Linked DNA regions of Gasterosteus aculeatus: region 2 is linked to region 1. A link is a contact called in public Hi-C data. All regions are on one chromosome and are shown on one strand. The core of a region is the stretch at or near the end of the contact, and the rest is flanking DNA. Distances in the headings are between cores, read along the strand shown.

Region 1 (7,364 bases), core at 3,593-6,092:
TTGCGCTCCACGTTACGACCTTTAACGGCCTTCTCCTTCGGCCTCGCTCACCATTTTGGTTTCCTTCCCTCCGTCTCTGTGCCCTTGAGCGTCGGGTGTAAGCAGAGCGGCAGTCTGGTCGACAACCTGACCTGACCTCATCTCCTTCGCCTCTCACTGCCGCCCAAGTTTTCTCCCCCATTTCCCCTTCATCCATCCACCTTCCCAACATCGGCGGATGACCATACCCCCCCCCACCTGCCCATCATTCATCAGTCAATGGGAGTGACGCACAATAGACCTGTGAGCGTGTGCTCCGTGGAACGCAGGCGTACAGTAACCGCTGTGAAGGACTAAAATGACAGCTTCAGCCCGCAGGGACCGGCTGAACTTGTGTGTGTGTGTACATGTAAATTTAGTTATCTCTTATAAATATGTATGGTAATGCACGGGGTGAGGTTGTGAATAAAACATGCAGACAGGTGATGGTAGCTCAACTATACTCTTCATGGATGTTAATCTCAGAGGCTACACTTCACAATATCCTGTTTAAATGTCAGCGCATTCTGCAGCTATGCTAAAGTCAACGTATTCTCTGTAACTATTCTTTGTGTTCGGAATAACATTACAATAACAATACCTCTTGGAGATATTGAAATTCTCTCCATCCACCACGAAGAGGTTTTGCAGTAAATTATGACTAAAGGGCAACCCGACGTGCTGGTTATTGGCTTAAACTTTCAAGTACTACTTCTTATGCAGGATATCTCACTCATTTTGATGGACATGTGCTTTAGAGTTGCTGCATGTAAACATCATAACCTGCCCTATAACGACCCCGCTATGCTTTCCTCCCAGTTATTAAAAGCCTGATTCAAACATCTGTTATATCATATTACATTGATGCTTGTGGTAAATATGCATGACTGTTTTGTGGAAACAGCTTTTTAGTTTATTTAAATGTGTATCCAAATGAAAAGAAAAAGGTTTGCCCAAAACCAGGTTAAAAGAGGAGAGTTTTTCTTTAAATGTCTTACTTTACTAGACTTTTTTTAGGAATGTTGGAAATACAAGCTAACCAAGAAAATTTACCTAAACTTGTATCATAAGGTAAAACACAAGAAGACAACCCTGTACCTGAAAAGTAGAATACAATTATACAACTTAAATAAAATCATATAAACTGTTTATAAAGCATTCTGAATCAAAAGCCCTGTCTGAACACGCTGCTTTTAAAACCACTTCCAGTAGCTCTCAGGTCCCTCAGGCAGACTGTTCCTGTGGCTCCAGTTAAGGTAGCTTAAAAGGGCCTCACAAAAGGTGTTATTCCTACACTCTATTCCCAGGAGAAAACTAATACCCCAGAGATGATATTCCGGTACATTGTCTGCCACCGTGGCGGGTAACTTGCCGTCTGCACTGCAGCAAGGTCGAGTGTTTGCTCGCTGCAAAAGCGTTTCGCTGAAGAGAAACCGGATCTTTGCGTTGTTGGCTGCTTTGTTTTTACGGGTGCACATGTTGGATTGATCCGGTGCCCCCCCCCCGTCCACCTTACGTACTCGCGGACTCATGAGGCGCTGTCACACTTTCAAATCGTGGAGGGTTTGAGGATTCTCTGGCAGAGTTTTGAGCCCTTTATGAACCGTATTTCCGTAAGTCAGATTAGATGCCGACGTTGCCCTGGGGAATTACCCACAAGTCATTGCAATGTGACGCTGCAAACGTAACCAGTGAAAGCATGGAGACGTGAAAAAAAGTGTACGGCACACCTTTGTTGAGACTATCGTATTAAAGATGTATACATTTTAAACAGTAAGGATTAGAGAAAAAAAACAACCATATAAGTAATTTATTCATAAAATATTACATTCTGTTATCAAAGCAATTTTGATAACAGAATGTAATATTTAGTTAAAAACGTATTTAACTATGAGTCTAAACTATTTAATTTTACATTTTAAGCGTCAAGAGCCTGACATTCAAATCAGAGTATACAAAGTGTCAAATAAATACCCTCAATTTTTTTTAATGTTATGTTGCACCAAAGTGCTGTCCCAATAATTTTGACACCGTTTCAAGCCCTCACAGACTCAACAATTTACCTGGGGACGTCCGTCCAGTCCCTCAGGGTTCAGGGTTTACTTGGGACATCGGGATCGGGCTTGTCTTGTTCCTCTAATGTTATCATGTCGTCAACATTTCACTTTAGCCAATGATTTGTGACCAAATGCCAGCTAATGGTAACACGTTGCCCACCGTCTCAATGACTTGATGATGTGCAAGTCCGAACTAAAGACGGAGCATTCATGGCACAACAGTCTTGTCTTTACGGGTGGTTAGCGCTGTCAGCGGCTGGCGCCTTGCTGTGTGCAGTTTGCCTCACATCAACTTAGTCATTTTGAAAAGAGGGAATTAAACCAGAAACTGAATTTCAAAGATGATTTGTTTTTACTGTATAGTTGGTTTGACATAAAAAAAAATCGTATGACCTTTATCCCTTCTGTATGTGTGGCCATTAATTCTCCCAACTAACGGTTTCAACGTACCGAATCAAACTGAGTTCTCTCATCTGAATAAAAATGCTTTGCCTTAAACTTAAACTTGTTTTACTTTTTACAAAGTGGAATAATTTGTCTTCACAATTTAATCACATTTGTTTTGTCTTGCAAGGGAGGACAAATAGATAAACACACATTATCTCTGTCTTTTGCCAATGTGAGATCCACCCCTGTCATAATATTTATTTTTAATGCTAAATATCAAAGACTCAAATAGGGGTGGTCTGAAGAAAAGAAGGGGATGGCAGACAGAGGGTTGGGATGAAGGGTGGGGGGAGGGACTCCCTGTGGACCCAAATGAGTCATTGTAATGAGTTGCCAGGGTTTGATACAGTTTTCCCAATCTTACTAATGCATTCTGCTGTCAACATTTTCCCAGCTTGCCTCCCGCCTTCCTCCTTTCCTCTCCCAGCCTCGTCTCTGTCTCCTTCTCTCTCTGTTCCAGCCTATCAGACATGACAGTACCAGCTGGCTGCTGGCAAACTCACAGCCAGAGGATATAAGTTGCGTGCGTGTGCGTGTGCGTGTGCGTGTGTGTGTGTGTGTGTGTGTGTGTGCGTGTGCGTGTAGGGGGGGAAACATATCGGCCTTTGATATTTCTGGCAGTCTTAGGTATGCCTATGCGGTTGCGTGTGGGGCACATCATGCACGAGTTTGTGTGTGATGTGTCAAAAGGCGGACATGTTGATTTAATGGCGTGCAATGGGAGCCTGAGCGATGTGAGTCACAGGTGTGTGGCGGTTACTCCGGGCGGGTTCAGGAGCAATGTTTAATTCCTATAAAGATAGTTGTCAACACTTGCTCGAAGCAGCTGTGTACTTTAGTGGCTGCTTGGCATTTGCTTCTCTGCCTGACTCACCGAGCGGATAGAAAGACACGCGTTGGCCTTCCTAGCCGTGTGCTGTGTACTCGCTCCTTCTCTGCATTTCTCTGCAGAGGTTTTCTCTAATGGGGGTAAAAAAGGGCGAAAGACCACGTATTTCAACACGTAAATAAAATCAAACGCCGACCCCCTTCCGTCTTGGCAGCGCAGGACACTTTCACAGGGCTTCAGGAAACATTTACAGCTTATTGGAAACATTCGAGATGAACAGCAGATGTGCCTGAGATTTTGGCACCGTTCAACATGTTCACCGCGACCGGTTCCCCCACCAGTCCCCCCGGGGACTCGTTTAACTGCTGCGCAAGTGAATTACCTGAACTGTGATACGTGTCTCTGCTCATTACCGGCGACTGTGATGTGGTGCTGCGTGAGGAGGACGGGGGGGGGGGGGGGACCTCTGACATTGCACACGTGCACTCGTCCACTCAACATGCACACACATACAGCACAGTAGCTTCAATGTACAGTGTGTGTCTGTGTGTGTGTTCCTTGTGGCGTTTGCCGCTCACAGCACACAGCTTGATGTGTGCCGTTTTCTCTTCTCAGTGTAGATGTCCAATAATTAGCCTACATCATTTGCGCTTTATTTTCAAGGACGTCTGATAACAAAGAGTCTCTGAGGGAAATGTGTGTGTGTGTGTGTGTCTTGGTGTGTGTGCGTGTTTGTGCCTCTGCAAAAGTGACGCAGAGCGAGAGTGGCGGCGAGCAGAGCGCTCGGTGCGTGTTTGTGCTCGCTGTGAATAGGTTCCAGATAGTGCAGCTGATGGTTATCTTTCGGAGAGCGCTCTATTGATTTGGCTGGGGTAAATAATTGGTTGGGTCTACAAGCTGTCATGTTCGGCCTGATTGCTGAGCATCGGTGGTCTCCAGCAGTTATCTTCCTCCATATCCCTCTTTGATCCTTCTCCAGCCTCCGTAGTCCATATCTACTTTTATTGATTAAGACCCTATATGACCATTTTCCATTCTTCAATTAGGGCAATAATCCTTGTCCCCAAGCAGTGTGTTACGAGGTATCGGACCGGCACTTCTTGTCCTGCTGGAGGGGGGCGGGGGGGAGGAGTAGAATGAGGACATTCGGAGGGGTCGGGCGTGTTACAGGCCTGCATGGTCTGCCCTACTTTTCCTTGGCAGTAGACTACATTAGCAGGCTACAACAAAGTGAGGTGCAGGTGTCGGGGCGCACTGGGAGTAACGTGGGGGCATGTTTCATTTCAACGAACTAAAACCAAGAAAGAAATGAATTTAAAAGGTGAACTATTTAAAACATTAAACTGCTGAAACCCGTTTGAAAAGGTAATGGGTTTTTACTAAAATGTAGTAAAGCATTTGCCTGCTGTCTCTGTGGTCCTCACCCTCTCCGTTGGGACTGGGGGGGGCGGTTTGGTGTCAGGTTCGCGGGGCCCTGGCCCACATGGTGCCGCCTCCCACAGGGTCACTGAGCCGAGGCAATGAGAAGACCATTAGCGCCCCCGCTTGAGTGGCTTTGGGAACTACAACCACCATGCGAGCCAAAGAACAAGGGGGGTTTATTATCCAGGGGAAGACACAAAGCCCTCTTCTTTAATGTATGGAGAAATGCCCCATTTACTGCAACTGCTGGATTTATTTTTTAGAAACTCTAGCAGGCCCAACATGGCATGCACATAAACCATGGCAAACTCCAAGGGAACATATTTAATTATGGTTTCGTAAAGCATAAAGCATGATGGCTGCATAACCAAGTAGGATACAGATACAACTGTCTCTGGGGGACATATGCGTAGATGTTCTCCAGTGGTTAGCTTCGCTCATGGATTATACATAAATAAAGATAGTTTAGCTGGAATATGTATCATAACAGCAGTAAAATGAGGTCCCGTTGCATTCAGCTGGGAAAACAGAAGGAGACTTTTTCACAGTACGACACTTTTAAACCGCACAACTCCCTCTCAACATTCCTTCATTTGTCACAAGCCGCTCCGACTCCTGGAAGTTTCTTCTCCCCGGTGCTGCGAGCTACCAGGTCTGAACCCCGGCGCCGCTTCCTGTGGACAAAGACGAAATGAGAGGGGCGCACTTGAATGAATTAAACGGTAAACTTGAACCAAGTTCATTTCCCGTCTTTGCCTTTTGCGCCCGGAGGTCCCGGGGAATCATAACAGAGCGGGTCGAAGCAGACAGCCGCTTCCCGTCACTCCTCTTGTCAGCGCCTCGGAAAAGTCTCTCAAAGAAGAGCCCCTGGGTGCTTTGTAGGGATTGGAAGATGGAGAAACACACTCACTAAAAACACAATAAAAAAAAGCTCCTTTTAAAAAACAGTCAAGTGTCACACACTGGTTTTCCAGCACCGGGTGGAATAATGTTGCAGAGTGGGGAGGAATTTACTAAATCACGTTTACAGCTGTGGCCCTGTAAGAGGAGGAGGGCTGCTGTTTGCATACGTAGTGCTGGTTTTAGAGGGAACCCTTGGTACACTGTTTGAAATCAGTCAGTGTGTGTAATGAATAGAGCTTTATTAGTATTATAAATGAGAGGAACGCAGGCTTCTCATTGTCAGACACCATTTATTTGACTTACTGCCTCCATGCAGCCCAGGCTTCCTGTCTACATCCTGATTTCAATGCCAGGCCTTCTGGTCCCGCCGCCCCCTCCTCTGGGTGACCCCAGCTGGTCTCTCGGTCTTGCACCTGAACCGGGCCCTCCGCTCCGCTTCCAGCTCCGCCAACCCCGTGCTTCTGGCCTCCTCGCTCCGAGCGTTGGCCGGTGATCGTGCTGGCACCATTTCCAGCCAACTCCTCTAGACCTCCTCAAGACCCCGTCCCCAGCCAAGGACGGCGCCCGAGCCGCGGAGCTCCTTTCCGGGGCGTTGAAGTGCTCCACCCCGGCCAACAGAACCAGCTTTGTCCTGCACCTGAAGCAGCTCCACGGCCGGGTCCAGGCCGGGCTCGGGGGCGCTGGAGGCTGCTTCTTCAGTGGGTTGAAGTAAAGGCCTTGGCTGGAGCTCTGATGCTGCTCAACGTCAACATTCATCTACTCCTCGGCCTTTGGTCTCAAACTGTCCCCACCGTGATGCTAGATGATGCAGCTGACAGCCAGCTGGGTATTGCCCTCATAGACCCGGGCGTGGAGACGTGAGACGCCAGCCGGCGCTGGACCGAGTGCGGCGTATCGATGTTGTTTGCTGCATTGGCTGAGAAGTCATAGAATATTGATATGGCATAAACACGTAGCGGGAGGCCATACTCGCCAATATGCCCGCTGCAGCGCGTGTGTGCGTGCCAGCACGCGTGCGCGCATGCGGTGGACTCCAGCTGGTGAGCACAGCAGATAAAGGATGATTCCAGGGTCGATCACTGAGAGCATATTCATCTTCCATCGGGGGGGATGATGTGTCATCTTAAATAATTGAGTAACAAGTGTCCAGACTCTCTCCCTCAGTGTCGTGCCTAACATCTGTGCTTGGAGCGCTCCAGGACTGCGGCGCCACAGCCTGACTCACATCAGCTCTTTGTGACGGGCCGCAGGGGGGGGGCATGTTGATGTTTTGGCACCATTGCAGTCAGTTTAAAAGATTTTATCTGAAGTTACCTTTTGTAAAAAGTCCAATTTAAGAGTTGGTATATTGTAACTTTTCAGACTCAGGACCGATAGATTTTAGCTCGTCGTGACAAGAAATGGCAAACAGCTTATTTCCCATTTTCATTGACGGTTTTCAAGAATGTAATCTACCATGTAGCACTGCCGGCATCCGCGCGCCTCCTCACTTTTGTTTTGTCTCCACAAAAGATGATGATGTGTTAAATATATCCCTCCGTTTGTCCCTGTTTTTGGGTGCTTTTGTCTTATCGTTTTATCCCGCGTCTAATCTACCCCCGTCTCCTCCCCCTCCCACATGTCTCCCGTTCACATCCTTATCCTCCTCCATCTGCCTCTCGTCCCTCTGTTTCCTCCTGCAGGTATTC
Region 2 (7,364 bases), core at 2,393-4,892, 160 kb before region 1:
TGGCGGGGGCGTCAGGTGGAGCAGTGGGCTGGGTGAGAGGAACTTTGCTCGGGGCTGAGGAGACGGAGGGAGCAGGAGAGGAGATGGAAGTGCCCTGTTGGTGAACTGAAATACAAAGTCCCCGTGGGGAAAGGCGGTTTTCTTGCGTCAAATCACCTCATGCAAGTTGGAAGATGAGACAAATCTTCCATTTCTGCCAATAGATTCCACTAAACGGTCTACTCAGAGTGACGTTCCCATAAAACCAAACTACTTTGCCATTTCTGTTACGAGAAAAATGTGTTTTTGACTCGTCACAAATGAATACGTTCATCATTATTTATGTGATGTGCTGGGTCCCCGTTGCATTCTACCTTCATAAGCGGCTGTGGTCACGAGGTTTGTGAGATGGTCCGTTAAACAGGACAGTCGGAAAATTATGCTAATTCCATTAATTAATTCTCAATTATCTCGTCAAACATTGGATGTTTATTTTTAAATTGTTTGGCATATGGCTGTTGGTCATATGAAACGAGCGGATGGTTGCAGGCAGACATTTCTTTTTTTAAGACGGTTGCCAGGCAAACGCTCGGTTCATAGAACGCTCTTGCAGTGACCTATGAGTCACGATGCAAACGTATTTTTCTTGGTATGGCTGAAGGAAGGTTGAGATGAAGAGGCCGATCACTCCCTGTACAGTGGAAACCGCGTACTGCACCTGAACCATGCGGCGCACTAATCATCATACTGAGATCAGAGGTTGAGGGTACAATTACAACTATGGTCTCCGTAAATCAGGAGAAGGGCCGGCATTGGGAAAGTCCTTGAAAGTGTGGCTACAGAATTGCTGCACACCCACTCAGACACACACACACGCAGACAGACTGCTTAAGTAGACCACCACCGGTGTGTGGGGGGGGGGGCGAGATCAATGGTCAGGTTCAAACTGTCTGCTCATGCACAATCGGTGAGTCACTCCGGATGTGTGTGATCTGCACATCCCATGTTGCTCAACCCCTCACCTCCACTCATTTACCCCCCTCCATCCCCACACCCCCGACCCCATATCTCTGCAACGGGAAGATAGGACAAGGTGTGTGTGGTGGACGAGGGTGGGTGTTTGCTGTGTGTGTGTGTGTGTGTGTCGGGAGGAAGAGGAAGCTCACAGGGGCAGACAGATGCTGAAGGATAAAGATGTCCAACTGAGATCTATCAACCGCCAGGCGGGCGGGTGTTGCTCCACCGCCAACCCACATCCCCGCGGACGCACGTGCTCACGCGGCCCTGTGCCTCCCTCGGCGGGAATTTCACTCCCACCAGGGCGCACGTTGTCGTGTCTTTGGTCTTCGTATGGCCGCCACCGTGTCTGTCCTTAACCTTAACCCTGACCGCGACATGCGTACTGCCAACCATGCACTCAGCAGCCATACATGCTGTGTGAAAGGGATGCTCGGTTTTGTGTGTGTGTGTGTAGTACATAATGTGTGTGGCGAGGTCTGTCCGCTGGAGCAGACTGTAGCCAGAGTCACCAGGGAGAGGATGCGGTTATGAAGACGAGTTGAAGGTCGGTGCAGTAAATGAGGTCAGCATGAGTAAATAAGCCCTAATACACAGCGACAGGGCACCTATGGGTGTAAATGAAGCATGCACGCCGACATCATCCCCTTCCTTCTTTCGGCTGAGCGCACTCGGTCATTCGGCGCGGCGGCAGATTGGATGTAGGTGGTGCGTCTCTGCACTTTTTAAAGCCAGGTTTTCCCACACAAATAGATTCCCAGAGGGAGCAGGGAGGCTTGCTTTTGTTTTCTTGTTCACGCCAGCTGCACCTCTGAACCGCTGTTGTCGGTGAACCGGTCCGTCTTCCTCCACTACATTTAGCGCTGTCGTGCGGCGTGCCAAGGTCACAAGAGGTCAGCGCGACGGGCTCCGGCTCCCTCTCCCTGACCATGTGCATGAAACCTCCCCGCTGCATGTCTTTCTCGTTTGGATCGCTTAACCCACAATTACATTTCTTGCTGAAGGCACGCTGTAATTTAGCACCGCAGAGGAAAGGCTTGAGCTTTTGTGTTGATGTGCAGATGAACTCTCAGCCCCGTTAAGACCACTGATCTGCTCCGCTTAAGGTCGAGGTTCCCTTGAGAAACACGCTAAAACCCTGACAGCTTCAGGTCTGCGGTCAATGGGGACCTGAGTTTTCTATTGCTTTTGCCCCCCCCCTCCGCGTCTCCATATTGTCTCTGACTCACTTTGCTTTCTCTCCCTGACTGTGTGAAAACAACAGGGGGGAAATCTTTCATCCCTCTCTCTCTTATAAGTGAAACGTTTCCCATGAAAAGCCTTAAAGGCATATTCTCCTCTTGGTTTGTCTCTGGGTGTAGGTGTCTGGATCTGTGCTGTACTGCAGCTACGGGACTGGTGGACTTTTCACACACTGGATCAATAAGCTCCTAAATACCCACTTATTTTAAACCCCTACTACGATTAATGCACTCAAATACAGAGACATCTTAACCCTGTTGACATAATTACATTCAGAGCATAAAAATAAGTGTTTATAGGCTGAGTCGTAGTTAAGTTGTTCCTCAGGATTCAGGAATAAGGAAACATGTATTGCCATAATACGTCAGATAAACAAGGAATTTGACTTGGCGGTTGGTGCGTAACAGCAAATAGTACGACAATGGACGACAAGACAACAGTGCACGAGGAATAAAATACAAAATAATGGTATGAGTTGGTATTATAGGGCTATGGTTTAGTTTAAAATAAAGGAATAAAGTTAAATAAATACATAAATAAAATTAACATTTAACTTTACATCTCCATTCCTCATAAAATGTCTTTGTAATATGACGTGTTTGTTCTCGGGTGCAGCTGTGGAAAGCAGTACAATCATGAAGGGGGGATTTGGTAGAGAGCAGGTTAAACTGTAGGATGTCCTGCACTGTTCCCACCACATGGGGGCAGTGCAGTCCCAGCTTTAACAGGCCCACGTGTCCCATCACATACATGTAACTGTGCGTGTGTGACAGTGTGAAAGTGAATCTGTAGCAGTGTTCTTTCCACAGTGTAAACAGACTGGAGTGTGTGTGTGTGTGTGTGTGTGTGTGTGTGTGTGTGTGGCCCTAAGCGGGGCCTGTTTCCCGGCTCGTCCTGTGCTGCATCAACTGAACGGATCACTTAGAAGCAGTTCTGCTGGATGCTGGATCACTTCCCCTGCTGTCAACAGGAGGGCAGCGTGGGAGAGAATGGGGGAGGGGGGAGGCATCATCCCACACAGAGAGAGAGGTGTTTTCTTTTGTTTAGACTGGGCGACAGACTTATGAAGTGAGTCCAGTCCACTGATCACGCGTGTATTCACTCCTGTCAAGGAAGCACGTCTGTTCCAAAGATCCCGTGTTTAAATGTCGTCATTATGAGCTGCGGCTCTATCTTTAGTAAAAGTAAAAATATGGCCTCAGGGAGACATTTGTGTAATATCCTTACATAAAAGGCCAGGTGGATCCCATCAATACAACCCTGTTGCAGAGCCGCATGTGATGCCCGTTGCATGCGGAGGTGGCGCTGTTGTTCTTCCACCACGGCGTTGTGTGATGGGGGGGGGGTCACTTTTGAAAGGATGCAGAATAGCGCGCCAGGGAGTCCAAAGGTCCAATGGGTGTGTGTTGGGTGGGGGTGAAACCCATAGAGAAGGAGCAGCAAGGATGCGCTGAGAGTGACTCGATACACACCCCCCCCCCCCAACAAAAAAAAAAAAACTGGAAGAATTGCGCCCCGTCAGTGCGCCCTGCCTGCCGGTCGGAGGATGGGATTTTCTTCCCCCCCCACACACTCACGCACGTCCTCTTTACTCTCCTCCTCCTCCCCCTCCTCCCCCTCTCAAACCAGCCAGTCGGTCTGTCAATGTGCGGCGAGCAGTCGGGCAAGTCGAAGCAGTGGGATTGTGGAGCGGAGAGACGGATGAGATAACCGCGAGAAGCGCTTTCCTCCGGCTCCAGATGATGCGCCACATCTGATATGCGTCCAAATCCAAACCGGGCACCGATGAGCACGACTCGCGACTGATTTTTTCCTTCGTTTTTTTTTTTTTGTCAAAGAAAGAAAGAAAAAAAAAGAAAAATCACTACACAAGTTTCACGTCGGCCTCTTTTTTTCTTCTCCAGACTGCGAGAGCGGAGATGCTTTTATAGTTCTTTGGTTTGTTTCTGCCAGTTTGCTGGTTTTGAATTGATTCCTGCACTTCTCCTCATTTGGGATCTTGATTTTTTTTTCTCCATCATCGAATCCGTCGCTGAAGGAATTTGCGGATTTACCACCGGCGTTGAACCTTTCCACCCCCGCGCAGAGACGGGAACGAGGACCGCGCTGCGCGTTGACTAAACCACCATCAACATGTCCTCACGAGGATGGAGCCGAGGACACGCGTGACATCTTCTCCTTTTTAACCGCGTCCCCCCCTCCGCCAGCCTCCCCCTCACGGAGCACGTTTCTCCTCGGTCCGGCCCGACATGTCGGGAGTGTTATTTCAACAATAAACGAAAACAAAAAGGTAATGGGAGAGAAATCCCACAGAGTCGCCACGGACAACAAGGGAACATTGTTCGCGGGGAGACAACCAGGGCGCACCGAGAGGCTCCGCGAATAGACTGACGTCCGAAAAGTCCATTCGGCGGAGTTGTGGTTGAGTGCAGGAGAAGGAGGAGAAGAGAAAAAGGAGGACTAACGACCGAATTGAGGTGGAAAGTCGTGGGATCGCCGCTGAAATAGTAGAAAACCCACCGTGGACGCGCACAACTCTCGTTGGTTTGTGGACATCCAGACGCGCGGATTGAGCAAGTTTCTCCAGCACATTTCCAGTTTATTTATTTTTTAAATTATCCAGTAGGTCTGATCCGGTCCACCTGATCCGGATCCCCTGAGGTTGTACGCTTCACACTTTGACTGTCTATACAAGCCGGCTCGGCTGCAGTCTCGCCTCCATTGTTTCGACTAATCTCCTCTCTCCACACGCATCTAAAGCAACAACAACAACAACAACAACAAAACTAAAACGATTGGCCCGCTTCCTTTGAATGGGGCTGCTTGTGCTGGGCTTCAGGGTTGAAATGGCGTGTCGAGGAAGTGCCAATGGAATGGGGCTCCTTCTGATATTCTTACTGGATTTACTGGCGACGACGGCCAGCAATATGGAGCCGATCTACTGGAATTCTCTGAACGAGCGGTGAGTTTCTTGTTCGACTCTGTCGATTCACCGCCTCGATATTTGCGCGACCGACGCGACGGCGATCAGCGACCCGTGCGGAGGAGCCGACGCGGGCAACTTCACTTAACGGAGCGTTGCGCGAAGTTGCACGAGGTCAGCGGTTCACCGCTGTTTCACTGCGCTGGTTTGCCATCGATCCGCGCGGGTTTGCGCGCACCCGACGTGTGCGCACCTCGCGCGGCTCCGGTCATTTGTCTCCTCGGCGCGGATTACAGCGGTGGATCCAGCTGCAGCTCTCCTGTACTGTGTGTGTGTGTGTGTGTGTGTGTGTGTGTGTGTGAGATGCTCTAATTGGTGCTCCTGGGTGACCTTGATATACAGGAGGTCCAGGGGCCCCCCGCGGCCCCCGCAGGCCTCTCAAACACCGGCTCGGCCCTCGCTGGTTTGGGTCTCTTTCTTTCTGTCCTCGGGACAAGGTGTCGGGCATTAGCGGAGGAAATGTCTTAAAAACACCTCCCGGCCTGTCCGGCCTTAACGACCGACACCACTTTCCTAACACCTCTGCTAATTTCCCAGTGTTTGAGTAGACGCCCGGCGGCAAGAGGGGGGGGGGGGGGGGGGGGGGGGGGGGTAACAAGGCGGCCTCTGTGTGCGGAATTCAGAGACACCAGGCTTCATTTTCAGACCTTTGACATATTCTACTATACATGTATATTTATACATCATCATCATCATTATATTCCTCATCTTAATAAATGCTTCATGAAGTCCACCAAACCATCAGCCTTGAGGCACCGCCGTCCCCGCTCCCGTTTCTTCGACGTTTTGCCTGCATGACTCACCTCATAATGACACAAAAAGAAGCTACAAAAGCAGATTGAGGCTCACTGATGTGGAACTCCACCAAACCGTGCCGTTCTCAGCTCACACCCACGCCAGGGGGCTTTTTCTTTTAAAGAGTCTAACAGGTTTTAACGTGCTGGAGGCCATGGCCTGCCCGGTTTCTCCACAGATGTGACTGTGCGTGCCCCCCCCCCCCCCCCCCCCCCCTGCTGTGGAGCCAGCCATGAAGCCCTTAATGAGGGCTTTTTTTTTTTTTTTGTCAGCAGTGGGTGGATTCACCCGACAGGGAGTAGAGTTGGACACGCGAGGGCGGTTCTCAGCGAGAAGCCAGCAGCTCGGGCTTTTCAGGCCTCACAGGTGATTCCGCGCTATTGTGTCCTAATGGAGTTTGGTGTCGGGTGGGTGTCGGGTGGGTGTCGGGCCTCGCTGGCAATTAGAGGGGCGGTGGCTCCGACGGGCCGACTCCGTAGTCGTTCCCACAGATTTGCTCGCTCGTATATTCAAAATACAAAGCCTATTGTATACTTTGGGGCTTATTCGTGAGGCTTACTATTCATAGTTAATCAGCTTAGTCATTCCTCCAGTAGTTTATTTTCCGTTTTTTTTTTTTAACGCATTTCCATGTACTTGTTTCTCCTCGGCCCCCACGTGTCGAGAGCGGTACACTACTTTACTTTCAGCTTGCCCGCGGGCAAAATAGGTTTTGGCCCTGGGCTGAAATATGTTGTGAGGCCACTGCTTAGACCAAATGGCGTGCTGCTTCTTCCAGGGAGAGAGTCCCGAGCCCCCCCGCACCCCCCACCCTCCCCCACCCCCCCACCGCACACGCGTTGCCCAGCATTGTCGGTGCGGGGCGATGCCGGAGCAGCCGTCTGTATCAGCGAGGTGCAGGAGTGCACGGTTCGCGTCCCGTCCGCGTAGCAAATGGGCCGTCACGTTGTTAACCTGTCGACCTCGGCCGGTTGCTGTGCTTTGAAGCTCAGACCGTCCACCTGCAGCCTCCCTCCACCTCCCGTCCTCCTTTCCGCTTCCGCGAGCATTCTCCGAGCGCCTCCGCCTTTCACCCTCTCCCTTATTATTCCTCCTCCTCGTGATGCCTCTGGTCCCAACGGCCTCCTCTGCCCCCCCCCCCCCCCGCGCCCCTTCCTTTTTTTCTTTTTCTTCTTCCTCTTCCTCCTCTCACCCCTGTCACTTTCCGTCTGTCTCTATCTCCACCTCGCTCCGTCACTCCACCCACCCTCCGGGGCAGTGGCCAGACGTAGCAAATTGGAAACATGTGTCACATCCAGCGACTAATTATAGCGCCGCTGACGGAGTCAAAGACGCGCTAGGAGTGACA

What was found. A called contact is a pair of places that touch in the nucleus more often than the background predicts.
Region 2: a contact with region 1 is called in a Hi-C map of whole body, with 9 times the contacts expected there. The contact joins the promoter of efnb3b here to the enhancer-like site in region 1. A contact is called at or near these places in 4 of 6 Hi-C or Micro-C datasets (skeletal muscle, tail fin and whole body).

The regions. Positions count from the first base shown.
Region 1 is chr7:9,579,784-9,587,147 of fGasAcu3.hap1.1, reverse strand. No RefSeq gene overlaps it. Among protein-coding and RNA genes, the nearest start is that of LOC144410421, 150 kb to the right of the region's middle. Within about 2 kb of position 4,842, at least 5 of the 9 cell types and tissues checked have open chromatin away from gene starts, as enhancers often do.
Region 2 is chr7:9,742,848-9,750,211 of fGasAcu3.hap1.1, reverse strand. It overlaps efnb3b (ephrin-B3b), which reads left to right and starts at 3,642. Exons shown (of 5, transcript XM_040181656.2): 1 at 3,642-5,200. The coding sequence starts at 5,052.